Linked DNA regions of Oncorhynchus mykiss: region 1 is linked to region 2. A link is a contact called in public Hi-C data. All regions are on one chromosome and are shown on one strand. The core of a region is the stretch at or near the end of the contact, and the rest is flanking DNA. Distances in the headings are between cores, read along the strand shown.

Evidence for each region. Hi-C and Micro-C count contacts between places; a contact is called where the count stands out from the background.
Region 1: a contact with region 2 is called in a Hi-C map of blood, with 5 times the contacts expected there. The contact joins the enhancer-like site here to the promoter of LOC110522153 in region 2. A contact is called at or near these places in 2 of 3 Hi-C or Micro-C datasets (blood and liver).

What each region holds. Positions count from the first base shown.
Region 1 is chr4:14,924,952-14,927,651 of USDA_OmykA_1.1, reverse strand. LOC110522155 (probable ribonuclease ZC3H12D) reads left to right here. Exons shown (of 6, transcript XM_021600305.2): 2 at 1,431-1,979. The coding sequence starts at 1,657. Among protein-coding and RNA genes, the nearest start is that of LOC110522155, 13 kb to the left of the region's middle. Within about 2 kb of position 1,346, at least 4 of the 11 cell types and tissues checked have an H3K27ac peak or open chromatin away from gene starts, as enhancers often do.
Region 2 is chr4:14,847,138-14,849,837 of USDA_OmykA_1.1, reverse strand. It overlaps LOC110522153 (TGF-beta-activated kinase 1 and MAP3K7-binding protein 2), which reads right to left and starts at 1,301. Exons shown (of 7, transcript XR_002473262.2): 1 at 973-1,301.

The DNA.
Region 1 (2,700 bases), core at 97-2,596, 78 kb before region 2:
TTATATCTAATCTATCTCCCTCTCTAACTTTAAGCATCAGCTGTCTGAGCAGGTTACCGATCACTGTACCTGCACACATCCCATCTGTAAATAGCACACCCAACTACCTCATCCCGATAGTATTACTTACCCTCTTGCTCTTTTGCACCCCAGTATCTCTACTTGCACATCATCATCTACACATCTATCACTCTAGTATTAATGCAAAATTGTTATTATTTTCGCCTCTAAGGCCTATTTATTGCCTACCTCCCTACTCCTCTACATTTTCACACACTGTACATAGATTTTTCATTTTTCCCCCCAATTTTTCTTTTATTTTGTGTTATTTACTGCACGTTTGTTTATGTGTAACTCTGTGCTGTTGTTTTTGGTCGCACTGCTTTGCTTTATCTTGGACAGGTCGCAGTTGTAAACGAGAGCTTGTTCTCAACTGGCCTACCTGGTTAAATAAAGTTGAAATAAAATGTAAAAAATAAAGTCGGCGTGTGTCTAGTCTGGTGCAGAATGATTCATCTCTGGCTTGAGATGAAGTGGTGTGAGGGGATGTGGTTACATGTAGATTGTTCAAGCTGTGAAGAGGTATAAGATCATAAACACTGTTCTCACATGCAAATGAACATGGGGGTGTAGGGTACCTTAATGTAAATTGATCTTCAACTTGTTCTGCATGTAGATGACTAACTGGCATGGTATGCTTCTTCGTTCGAGTTTATACTAAAACATGGCGATGTTCGTCTTAGCCTGACATTTACTTCCTCTTTATCCAAGTCTCTTATCAAACCGATGACACCACTGCCGTTCAAAGTCGAATGCAAATCAGGAAGAAAGGGTGCTATGAAGGAACAAATGATGGGGGTGGATGGCATTTCACAATTTGTGCATACAAGTGTAACTGTTCACTGTCTACGATCTGTGTAAAATACACGTTATCTTAGTTTTGTTGACAACTTCTTGCTAGTTAAGCACATTCCGGAACCAGAATAGAAGGTAAAGGGTGGGCTGAACCCGTATGGAATGCATGTCACTTTCACCCTCCCAGTCATTAGTGCAGTCACTTTGTAAAATAATTATTGGGGTTTTCCAGATTATCTTTAGAAGATGTCTGACTGGGTTGGTGTTCAAGTTTTTGCAAAAAAAATATCCTAAAACATTTCTGTTTCGAGACCAACATCCTCAACGATTCCAGTGGTGTATATTTGTTATGACAACGGACACCACTGGTATCAGACACCAAATGAAAGCATTAGAGCAGGGCTTTATTTAAGTTGGCCTGAGACTACAGGGGCTTTCTCGACCTCTTATGACGTGCGTGCGTGATCATGAGGCTGTGGCAGCGCAAGCAGCCAATTCTATCGCTGCCAGTCTAACCACATTCAAAGTGTCTAAAAGTCCCTGTGACTCCACCATGATACTTCCTGTGTTTACAGAACCAGAGAATGCCTCACCTCAACCCTTGCCTCTTCTGCACCTGTCAAATCTTCCAAAACTGACACTGTTGCTGTGGAAACCATGATGAAATGATAGAAAAGGGAGGCGAGGAGGATTCCCCGACAGACAGAGCCCTGCCAGGAGCCTGGAAGGAGGACACCTAGACTACTTAGAGACACTGACAGAACTGAGGGAGGAAGCCTAACTGAGCTGAGGACCAGCAGCATGGACCAGCAGCATGGAAAAGTGGAGCGCTTCCTCAAGCTGGGCTACTCCCACAGTGACATTGTGCGCGTGTTGGAGAGCCTGCGCCATGACGCCCAGACCAACGACATACTGGAGGAGCTGATCAAGACCTGCCAGACCCCCACTACCACCACCCCATCCATACTAGCCAGCCGCTCAGCCTACTCCAGCCCACAGCTGATCCCCCGAGGCTGCAGCTCTCCCCAGCCCAGCCAGCCCCTGCGGCCCAGCTCAGCTACAGACAGGGATCCCACTGGGGGATTCAGACCAGTGGTCATTGATGGGAGCAATGTGGCCATGAGGTGAGTTTACTGATCCTCCATTTAGGACTATAGGGATTGTAGCATTAGATGGATAAAGACAGAGTACTGGATGAAATGCTGGCACAAATGATGGTAATGTAAGTACTAATGAGAAAAAAAACACAACAGCACATAGGGATTTATCTGGTCACGGACAGTACCTGTATTGTCACGGTACATTGCCCCCATAGAGAGCATGTGAAGTAGTACATCAATGTTCCTTTCATTTTTACTCTATGTGGCTACCTGATTTGTCCTATTCTGGGCAGATGTTACCCACTGAGGTATAAATAACGGTGTTACCATTGCGTGCCAGTAACTGAATGCTATATCCACTCCAGTTTCACTTCACAGACCAACTCATCTCACCCTTCCTCATTAATAGAGAGGGAAGTGGGAGTGGGCGATGCTTTGAGGTGAATTTCAGAAGAATCTGCGGTGGCTGGCAGGTGACCACAGGTGTATGAGAGGATGACCTTTGCCTTCAACATAAATAACTCGTATTCAGATGCAATGGCAATTGGCTATCGATCAATAGCATCAGATATGCTATAACAATAGTGAGAGAAAAAAATAGTTAAAAAATACTCTGAGATAATCAACAGGTGATGGGAGGGAGGGGATGAAACTATAGCAGAAACTGAGAGGAACAAAACAACAATGTTCACTTCTCATAAATCAGAGATTTTCTTTCTGACACCGATCACTCGTCTTGAATTAG
Region 2 (2,700 bases), core at 52-2,551:
ATACACATTAACATATAGTCGAATAGAGAGAATGTGTAAAAAAAAAACTAGTTCATTTCCATTCTATAGAAGGGAAGGTGAGAGTACAGGACAGGCTACTTTTAGTTGAATTGCGTTTGACTCATCAAGGTAATTCGATTCGTGCATCAATACAATTCATATAATGTAGGCTAGTCTACAGGAGACTTTCGATTAACCTACTTATTATAGGTTGGGCCTGTGCTATGCCATTCGGTACTCCTAGTTAATCCGTCTCTAGGCAATATTTGGAGAAGGCCCATCAATGCAACGAAAGGAAAGACAGTCCATCATAATCGCAAAGCAGTGTTTTGTGTGTAACACGTTTAACGTTAGATGCTGGGACCAAATTGTAACACAAAGTGTTACTTTTTCGAAGCATCGAACGTCACCGTAAATGACCAGCAAAACTATCGCGACTTGCGAGCTGCTATGTTAGTTACCAAGCTAACTAACTTTTTGACAAGCGTAAAACTATTTCAAGGTTCTTTGAAGTTACAACACTTGATATAATCATATTGGCGTATGTGCTCTCAGAACACCATGGATGACGAGGTTTTTCAAGAAAACTCAATGGAAAATGTAGCTACAGTGTAGCCTATAAGCTACAAAACATGCACGTCAGCTTTAAAATGTACGGTGGAACTATAAATGAAATGTACACAGCTAAATATTATTACAAATGTAATAACACATTCATGCTGGACACAACAAATCGCACATAGACTAAATAGCTCGCGAGATTGCCTACACCAGTTGCAGTCAAACACTTTTTCACACTTGAAAAGCCGACAGCCAGAACGTTTTTTCTGCGTTTTCTTTTTACCAGAGGGATGTGGAGTCGCACACGTATTTCGAGCATGTTAGTCGGGAAGGTTAGACCGAATTTTCATCTACATTAACTAAACTATAACTTCAAACAACTTCTGGGCCTATTCTGAGGCATTCGCTTACCGTCTCCGCCGCCGCTCCCCGGGCCACCTTCAACACCCGAGACACAGCCACCGAATCTCCACAGGGCCGTGGTGCTGAAAGAAGAGCGGAGGGAGGGGGGGGGGACTTCGTGAACGGAGTTTCTACGGCACTCTGGACTTCTCTGTTTTGACTCGAGTGGGGGGTTACTACAGCCCCCCGCTGTTTCAGAGACACGGGAATTATTTTGACAGCTCTTCTTCTTTACCCCCTCTACTCCCACTTTATTTTCTCTTTTCTTTTCTTACGTCCAACAGACACCAATCAAAATACTGTCACAGAATATGGCGGCTGCATATGCGAGCGCCTATCGCGAGACTATTTTTTTCTCCTAGGGGAAAGTTTTTTTTAGGGGAGAGGAAGTATGATTGCGTCTGCTTCTACAAAGCATTTAGCAGACAGAATGAAACGTTTGTGGTAACCGGTAATATTATTTGAAGGGAAACTGTCAACAGGCGTGTGGAAGAAATACAGGTGGGGTGGTAGAGGGTGCTTGTTAGGTCTATGTCTAGTAATCTCAACTACTGAGAAAGTTAGGTTACAATAGTTCCAGTCACCTACAAAATGATTGACAATTATTGTAGGTGACTGCACCCTTGATAAAGATAAGAAAAATATATATTAAAAAAAGTATATATTATATTACTAGAATTGCTCATAGTAATAGATTTTTTTCCACAAGTAATAAGTTATTGGCACTGTTATGGAATAGTTTGGCAGCCCCATGCATCTCAATATAAGAATATTAGCAGGCTGGTTAATCGTTTCCTAGCAGCAACCCTAAATATTATTATAAATAAAATAAAACAACAGAAGGCCTCATGGCCACCAAACCAATGTGCATTAACATTCTATCTTTTGGTCAAAGCAACAAAAATAACTAGGGCTATAGAAAACTTAGAGAAATGTTAGGGTTAAGTGGGTTAAAATCTTCAGAGAAATCACAGAGACTGCACAGAGGAACATGTAAAAATGCAGAATTTTGGCACTTTAGCAAGTCTTAATTCATATTAAAAATCAGATGTATTAAAATGTCCATGTGTTCTATATTAAAGGGCACTTCAATTAATATAACATGCTTTTAAAATTCAATATTGGTGCACAATTTCTAAATAAAATATCAAAGGGACACAAAAGGGACTTGTGGAATGACCCACCTACTGTAAAATATGGTGGTGGATATTTAACGTTATGGGGCTGTTTTGCTTCCACTGATCCTAGGGCCCTTGTTAAGGTCAACGGCATCATGAACTCTACCAAGTACCAAGACTTTTTAGCCAAAAAACCTAGTTGCCTCCGCCAGGAGGATGAAACTTGGCCACAAATGCATCTTCCAACAAGACAATGAGACCAAGCACAAAATCAACATTTTGCAATGGCCATCTCAATCTCCAGACTTGAGCCACATTGAAAACCTGCGGTTTGAAATGAAGAGGGCAGTCCATAAGCACAGACTGGAGGATCTGGAAAGGTTCTGTTGGAGGAATGGTCTAAGAGCCATCCCAATGTGCTCTCCAATCTCATTAAACATTATAGAAAAACACAATGTTGTTATTCTTGCAAGGGAAGGGTGCATAAAAACAGGGGTGCCAATACTTTTGGGAGAAAAAGTATTAGTTGTTAAGCAAAATCTCTTTCTCTGAGGAATTGTATTAGTATAAAATAATATAATTTTCTAAATTTTTTGGTGCATGCAATATAGCTCAGTAT